Linked DNA regions of Sus scrofa: region 1 is linked to region 2. The links are chromatin contacts, called in public Hi-C maps. All regions are on one chromosome and are shown on one strand. The core of a region is the stretch at or near the end of the contact, and the rest is flanking DNA. Distances in the headings are between cores, read along the strand shown. Region 1 holds the start of PPP1R14B (protein phosphatase 1 regulatory inhibitor subunit 14B). Region 2 holds the start of ESRRA (estrogen related receptor alpha).

Region 1 (3,954 bases), core at 1,155-3,654, 54 kb after region 2:
CTCTCTTAGAAAGGGCGGGTCCTGCCTAATCGGCAAGAACAGGGTCACCCTGTCCCTGACCCCCAGGTTGGGGACGCCAGGAGGTGGTTGGGGAGGGAGGAGGTACAGCCCTGGACTGAGCCACGTGATCCTGTCCCCCTGCCCTCCCAGGGAGAAGCCCACCCGGCATGAATCCCACCACCACCGTCACCACGCAGACCATTCTCGGACACTGCCTTCTCTTTGTCTATTTTCCCCAACTGTAGGGTAAGCCTGAAGTCCTGAGTTTGGATTGTCTGCAGCACCAGCTGTGTGACCGTGAGCCAACCTCTCTCTGAAGCCCACCTACCGAAGAAGGCTTCTCTGGCATCCAGAGAGGGGGTGTCTGTGAGAGGCTAGGATCCATGCCTCTCAGATTCTGCTTGGGACTGCAGAAGGTGAGCCTACCATCTGTGGAAGCATCTCAAAGGAAGCTGCACAACTTTGCGTGATGTGAGTCTAGACTTTGTGCCGGGGACCTGGGTACATGAGCTGAGTTCCATGTCTATCTGGCTGTGTGACTTAACGTTTGCGGTGCCGTCATTGAAACTTTCATGAATTTTCTTTTTTTCTTTCTTTCTTTCTCTCTTTTTTTTTTTTCCACCTTTGAGGACCACACTCCAGGCACATGGAGCTTCCTAGGCTAGGGGTCAAATTGGAGCTGCAGCCGCCAGCCTATGCCACAGCCACAAGCAAGTCCAGATTCAAGTCGTGTCTGCGACCTACAACACAGCTCACAGCGATGCCAGATCCTTAACCCACTGGGCAAGGCCAGGGATCGAACCCCCATCCTCATGGACGCTAGTCAGGTTCGTTTCCACTGAGCCACGACAAAACTCCTCATGAATTTTCTTATTTCACCTTTGCCGCAGCCTTAAAAGGAAATGGAGGCACAGAGGAAGACACTCATTCTTTCATTTGATCATTTGTTCAACTAGTAGTTATCAAACACTTACCACTAGTCCCTTCTAGGTGCTGAGATTTCAGCAAGAATCTGGTGATTTGCTGGATACGCGTGGGTGTGAAGCCCAGCAGGCTCGCTCAGTCATGGGCATCAGCAGTAAACAAGGCCAGGCAGATCCTAGCCTCATGGAGCTCACAATCAAGATATGGGAGACAGACAATGAACAAATGACTGAGAGAGACTATTCAAAGATATAGACAATCCAACCCGGTGTGGGGATGAGATGCACGGTCTGCATAAAGGCCAGGTAAGGGGCCTGTGAGATCTGAAGGACAGAAGTCACAGGGCGAAGATCTTCAGGAGAGCAAGGTGCCCTCATGCTGGAACCGACTATGTGGAACCAACTGTAGGAATTCTTATTAGCATGTTTATTACTATCTTTGTTTTGGTACCGGCTCCCCATTTCCAGCTCTTTACGCTGCAGCTTGTAAACACAGAGGTTGCTGGATGCGGGGGACCGCGCCCTGTGAAAGACACCAGCCCTGGTGGGGGGCGCTGCAAAGGAGTTCGGCGCTTCCCCGCCCCGGTTCCGCCGCGGGGGAGGGGCAGACATGCGGAGCCGAACCCTGTGAACTACATTTCCCATAATTCGTTCCCCGCCATCTTGGCCGGTGGGCGGTGGCTGCCTGGGGTCTGGACCTTCGAGTCACCAGGCCGGCACAGCTCACCCCCAACCCAGGCCTCCTTCGTGGGGAGGTGCAGAACCCAGACGAGTAGGGTGTCCCGTGACCTGGGCAGCTCCTGTCGCCTTCTCCACTCCTCTACCCCCGGGAACCCGGTCCACGTGTCTGTCCGACTCTGCCCCCAGTTGGCCAAGAGCCGGAGCACCCAAAAGTCGGGAGCTCCCACGTCTCTCCCTTGGACCTCTGCCCTGTGCGCGATGCTCACTATCTGCCCCCCATTTTCAGACGGCCCCTGTTTTTGCTTCAATGAGGACAGTACAGTAGGGACCCCGCAGGGGTGCAAATCCTGGTACAGGAAGGTTAAAAGGGGCAGGAAGGTTAAAAGGGTGAGCGGACAGCTAGGTCCAAATCTCTAGAGACTAGACCCTCCCCCAGCCCCTGTCCCGGAGCGGGGTAGTGGTGAGGGGCCCGCTTCAGGACTGGCCCTTTAAGGGGGTGTGGTCGGGGGGCGGGGGAAGCGATCGAGACAGAGAAAGCTGCTTCGGCGGCGGCGGCTCGGGCGGCGGCCGCGGGGGACAAAGGGCGGGCGGATCGGAGGGGAGGGGGCGGGGCGCGGCCAGGCCAGGCCCGGGGGCTCCGCATGCTGCAGCTGCCCCCGGGCACCCCCGCCGCCGCCCTCGCCGCGGAGCTGCGCGGAGTGGAGCTCGAGACCTAACCCGAGCCAGCGGCCCGGAGCCAGCCGGCGGGCGTCCCGGAGGCGGCGGCGCAGGGAGGGGCCGGACGCTCGCACGTGGCCCCGGCGGCCGCCATGGCGGACAGCGGCCCCGCGGGGGGCGCGGCGTTGGCGGCCCCGGCCCCGGGGCCGGGCAGTGGTGGCGCAGGGCCCCGCGTCTACTTTCAGAGCCCCCCTGGGGCAGCGGGCGAGGGTCCGGGAGGCGCGGACGACGAGGGCCCAGTGAGACGCCAAGGGAAGGTCACGGTCAAGTACGACCGCAAGGAGCTACGGAAGCGCCTCAACCTGGAGGAGTGGATCCTGGAGCAGCTCACTCGCCTCTACGACTGCCAGGTGTGTCCCCCAGCCTGCGTCGACACCCTAAAATCGGTCCTGATCCGGGCCGCCTGGGATCCCCACCTTGAGCGCGCCTGTCACCGGGAGTCAATGGGCGTGCGCTCCCCTCCTCTCGGACTCCCCGCCCCCAATGTATGCTTTCTTGTCTGACCTAAGTCACTCCTTTCTTATCCGCTGCTTCAGACGCTGTCTCTTTTAATGTCACTCACTACCTGGTCAAGCTTGGGGTCCTTTAGAAGCCTCAAGGGATAGCCTGGGAAGTGGACAGGAGAGGCGAGCTAGCCTGGCTGGCAGTGGAAGGAGGTCTGCCTATTGCCTGTTAGCCTAGACTGATTAAAAGGCATCAGCCTGGTTGCTGGGGGTACGGGTGTTTCCTATTCTAATGGGCTAACCTGGAGCTTCTTGGCATGGGGGCAGGCTAGCCCACTCTCTGCGGTCTGGTTCTCCACCCCATGACTCCTTCCTTGCTCAAATGGTGACTCAGGCCCCTGAGGGGCAGGGTGGAGGAGTGGGCTTGTCCTGTGCTGCCTACCCTAGCCCAGCCCTGGAATGCAGCTGGCTCCAGACAGGAGAGATGCTTCCTGGGGGGGAGGGGTGGCAAGCACCCCCTCCCTCAGCAAAGCATGGGCTCTTTGTTTCCCTTTTACCAGGCTTGGGTCCTTCTCAGTGACCCCTCACCCTTCACTTCCTCCTCACTCCCGGGAAGCTGTGACAGGTGTTTGGGGGAGGGGAAGGGGCTGTGATGAGCTGGGACAGCTGGCCCCACCTGTGTTCTTTTTGAAATGGGGGGCCCGGAAGTTGGGAAGACACATCTGCAGGGTTCCCAGCCCAGGATCCCAGTCCTAGCTGTCTGGCACCCAGGGTGTCCAACGGGCAGAGACAGGAAGCTCCCCCCTAGCCCCCCCATTGGGCAGTTTGCCTTGGCACGGGCCTGATCTGTTTTCTTCCTCAGAGCAGCTGCCGCTGTCTGCTGGGCAAAGAGGGCTGGCTCCTCTGCAGCAGGGCAGGGGCCTCAGCCAGCGAGCCTGTCTCACCGAACTCAGGCTCTTCCTTGTCTCTCCCTCCTCCCCCATCCCCACCCCAGGAAGAGGAGATCCCGGAGCTGGAGATTGATGTGGATGAACTCCTGGACATGGAGAGCGATGATACCCGGGCTGCCAGGGTCAAGGTGAGGGGGGCGAGGGGGCAGCAGGGCCAGGTCAGGGGAGCAGGGCATAGAAGGCTACCTGGAGGCTCTGCCCCTTGGGTAAGCAAGCCTCTGAAGCCGGGCCTTCTTTGGT
Region 2 (4,519 bases), core at 1,789-4,288:
CCCCCCACCCCGCTCCAAACCCACCAGTGATTTCCCCTCACAGAGCAAAAGCCCAGGCGAACCCCATGGCCTATGAGGCCTATGCCCCTGGTCCTCACCGCCTTTTTTTTTGTTTTGTCTTTCTAGGGCCACACCCGCGGCATACGGAGGTTCCCAGGTTAGGGGTCCAATCGGACCTACAGCTGTCAGCCTACGCCAGAGCCACAGCAACGTGGGATACGAGCCACATCTGCGACCCACACCACAGCTCACGGCAATGCTGGATCCTTAACCCACTGAACAAGGCCAGGGATCGAACCTGCATCCTCACAGATGCTAGTTGGGTTGGTTACCTGCTGAGCCACATTGGGAACCCCCCGCTTGCCACCTTTCTGACCTCACCCCCCTTTGCACTCTGCTGGGTTCAGGGGGCCGACTTAGTGCTCCTCAAACGGGCCCAGCCTTAGGGAGTGCTGCCCCCTGGAAGGAGAAGGCCAGAGGTCCCCGCGCAGACAGCCCGGCCACTTGCCCCTGCTTTATGGTTTCTCATCAGCTCTTGGCACCGTCTTATCAGCTCCATATGTTTATCTTCTTTGTTTTCTGTCTATCCACTTTAGTGTCCGCTCCGTGAGGGCCAGGACTGTCCCCAGCACTAGGAACAGGGTCTGGCTGAATGGATGAATGCGAGGCGGCCCTCCCGGCCTCACAGGGCTACAGCAAGGACTTCATGACACAACCAGCCGCCATGCCCCTAGTGCATTTCTCCCCACAGCCTGCTTTCTCCCACGCCCTACTTGGGCTCCTTCGGCTCTCAAGACACCTCCTCCGGGAGGCCCTCCAGAGCCGCAGACCCAGGTTCCCTGGCTCACACCCTGCTCTTTGCCCTCTCACCACCGCTGTGCTGTAACAAAGGTGTGCAGTTCATCGCTTTCTCTCTCTCCCTTCTGCTGGAACAGAAACCACTTGGGGAGAGAAGCGGCCCTGCCTTAGTCCCAGCTACGTCCCCTACCTGGAACCGTGGCCAGGACAGCAGAGCACATGTCTGCAAAGAGCAAGGATCCTGGAAGCTGCCTGGGACCCATCCTGAGGCTGCCCCTTGCCAACTGTGTGCCCCTGGGCATGGTCCACACCTAAGCCTGTTTTCCCATCGGTAAACCTGGGATGATTAAAAACTCTTTCTTACAAAGGTGAGGGTGAAAACTAAATGGGATCACCAAGGGAGGGTGTTTCCCATGGCTCGCAGCACCTTAAATGCTCAATAAATGATCACGATTTATGGCTGGTGCTTGACAAATATTTATCAACAGGGAACGAAGGGTCCCAGGGTAGGGAGTAGACACCTGGACACGGACCCGGACCCGGACCCAGACCCGGACCTGTTGGCTCACTGGTCTCCAGAGCCAGAGGGAGCACAGAGCTTTTAGACTAGTGGGTCTCAGCCAAGTCACAACTTGCTAGAATGTCACAATCCATCAGGAGGCAGCTGTCCAAAGTTCAGTTATTAGTAATATAAGCAGAGGCAAAGTCTGGCCTTTCTGAGCTTAGCTCTGCACCTCAAGTGACTCAACTCCAAATCCTGTTTCTGCCATCTTCTGCCTTGAACAAAGTTTTGAGAACCTCTCTGAGCCACAGTTACAATAGGGCTGGCACCTTAGAAATTGCTCTGTGGGTACTGAGAGCATAAACGTAATAGGCCACAGTGCTTGGCACAGGGGAAGCAATTAAGAAATGTTTTCTGGGAGTTCCATCGTGGCGCAGTGGTTAACGAATCCGACTAGGAACCATGAGGTTGCGGGTTCGGTCCTGCCTTGCTCAGTGGGTTAACGATCTGGCGTTGCGTGAGCTGTGTGTAGGGTGCAGACAAGGCTCGGATCCCGCGTTGCTGTGGCTGTGGCGTAGGCCGGTGGCTACAGCTCCGATTAGACCCTAGCCTGGAACTCCATATGCCGTGGAGCGGCCAAGAAATAGCAACAACAGCAGCAACAACAACAAAAGACAAAAAAAAAAAAAAAAAAAAAAATGTTTCTTTTGGCCACTCCAATAGCATGTGGAAGTTTCTGGGCTAGGGATTGAACCCACGCCACAGCAGCAACCAGAGCCATGGCAGTGACAACTCCAGGTCCTTAACCCACTGAGCCACCAGGGAACTCCCAAAGTAACCAATGGATTATATAAACCATAAGTTACAGGTATATCGCAAATAATGTCTGTCATCATCTTGCTCATTCATATTTTGATATGCTTTCCTGAGTGAAAAAAGCCTCAGCGAGTACTATTAGCAGGGATGTCTAAAGGTCTTTTTAAAGTTAGGTACTGAAATATGATGTAGCCCCTCTCAGTTACCCATATCCTGCCTTTGTGCTGGGGCTGCTTCAGGGAAATCAACCCCAAAGGGGGCATGTTCTCTGCTGACGAGGTCAGGAGCAGGTACAGGCTGCTTCACGCTTTTCAGAGCCACTGTGGAAGGTGCTGGGCCTGTAGTACCCTGAGACCTGGGAGGCATCGTGAGGCCCGCTCTCATGGCCCACGTCCAATCTATCAGCATATCCCAGTGGCTTTATTTAACTCTTAAGGGAAAGGACATTCCTGGGAGGTAGGAGGGCCTGAGAATTTCAGGCTGCCAACCCCAAGTGGTACTGCAGCAGGCTGGAGGCCTACAGCCACCCAGCAGGGCACCCAGTTGGGCAGTGCCAAGCCCAGAGGGCAAAGGGCACAGGAGCGGGGTGGGGGCTCACCCTGGATGGTCCTCTTGAAGAAGGCTTTGCAGGCCTCACAGGATGCCACACCATAGTGGTAGCCGGAGGCCACGTCCCCACAGACCAGGCAGAGGCGTTTGGGCAAGGAGCTGAGCACCAGCTTCCCACTACCCTGCTCGCCAGGCCCAGCCCCCTCCCCATCCTCCTCCTCCTTGTGGCCTGGGAGGCAGCGGGTGGGAGCTGGGCCAGGGGCCAGGGCCACGGGGGGCTCAGTCTCGGTCTCCGAGGAACCTTTGGGGCTGTCAGGGCTGGCTGGCTCTGCCTTGATGTAGAGAGGCTCGATGCCCACCACCTGGCTGGACATGGCGCTGGTCACCTGCGGGAAGAGACCCGTCAGGTCACAGAGAGGCTGGGATGGGGGATGGAGAACCCTGTCACCCTGGTTGCCCAACCCTGGGCCTGGGGCCAGGTTCCAGGCTCAGTGAGAGGGAGGGAGGGGGGGCAGAGTCCAAGGAACGCTGCCCATGAAGAGGGCCCCCAGCTGTTGCCATGGGAACAGAGTCTCCAGAGCCTCCAGGGCCAGTAACACAGCAGGTTTCCCACTCAGGAGCCTGCTGGAGGCTCGGAAACCCCCTGCACCCACCCAGGACAAAGAAGAGCAGGACCTTAGCCCCTAAACAACCTTAAACCCATCTGGAATTCCAGTTTTCTCCACATGCTGGGGATCTCAGTGACCTCCCCACACCGCGGTATCCTCCGCGAAGGAGTGCAAACTGAGCCACACAAACTCAAGAGCAGTTGATGTGCTCACACCTGGGGTCTCAGGTGTCCTCACCCGCAGACACACTCTCACACACGATCACTCTGCTGGGCAGTGTCACACCTACACATGCCCCTTCCCAAACCCCAGCTCTCACTCATGCGCCCACGTGCTTTGGCACACTCCTCCAGAAGTACACACCTCATAACAGTCACACTCAAGGCTCATAATCCCACTTGCTCACAAACACTCTCACCATGCCCGCCCCCGCCCCCGACCCCAGCAGCACACACACAGGGACATAGACCTTCGTGGAAACACTTTCAGAGCCTTTCACATCTGACACATCTACCCCTCCAGCTACAGGCACACCAGCAGGCGTGGCTCCACCTCCTTGCACACCCCCCTCCCCCAGCACATTCACTCTTACAGTCCTGCTGTCGCAGAGGCCTCCTCCACGGGGCGCCCCGCCCCCCAACCTGCGCACACCTACGGGAAGTTGCCTAAAGTTGCTGCGCCTCCCCTCCCCCTCAGCCCGCGGGGGACCTCTATCAGGTTATCAGGAAGTAATGGGGGAGCGCAAAGGAGGAGGAAGTTCTCCCCAGCCAGTGAGATGACCTTTGACCCAGAGAGAAGGGTGGCCCAAAGCCCCTTCGAGCGCCCCCACGTGGTCTCCAAAGCCCCTTCCCAGGCCGGGAACCCTTCCCATCTTCCACCCCGACCCGCCCCTGGGACTTCGGCATGCTCCAGGTGCCGGACAGAAAAGAACCCTGCCCGGGGACTGGATCTGAGGCCCAAGCCTGACCCTGGCCAGGACCTGCTGCCCGAGCCAGAGCCAGCCCTGGTCCCACGCCGGCGTATTAAGACCTGGACGCCAGATCCCGCCCGGACCCTGACCCCATCTGGCTTTCAACTGGGTTCCGACCGTGACCCGGGCCGGTCCCGGAGCCGGACCCCGCCTGGAGCCCGCCCCCCGCCCGCCTCCCTGCCGCGCTCGCACATGGCCCCCGCGCCCCGCCCGCCCACCCCCAGCGGCGCTCCCCTCCGCCCCCGGACCTGGGGCTCCCGCAGGGCGGGCGGGCAG

The links. A called contact is a pair of places that touch in the nucleus more often than the background predicts.
Region 1: a Hi-C map of skeletal muscle shows a contact between it and region 2, with 3 times the contacts expected there. The contact joins the promoter of PPP1R14B here to the promoter of ESRRA in region 2. A contact is called at or near these places in 3 of 5 promoter capture datasets (fetal liver and liver), 18 of 47 Hi-C or Micro-C datasets (alveolar macrophages, blood, embryonic fibroblasts and 10 more) and 2 of 2 datasets of contacts at active chromatin or transcription factors (alveolar macrophages and skeletal muscle).

The regions. Positions count from the first base shown.
Region 1 is chr2:7,863,041-7,866,994 of Sscrofa11.1, forward strand. It overlaps PPP1R14B (protein phosphatase 1 regulatory inhibitor subunit 14B), which reads left to right and starts at 2,405. Exons shown (of 4, transcript NM_214115.1): 1 at 2,405-2,671; 2 at 3,759-3,842. The coding sequence starts at 2,414.
Region 2 is chr2:7,808,169-7,812,687 of Sscrofa11.1, forward strand. It overlaps ESRRA (estrogen related receptor alpha), which reads right to left and starts at 3,039. Exons shown (of 6, transcript NM_001170521.1): 1 at 2,715-3,039. The coding sequence starts at 3,039.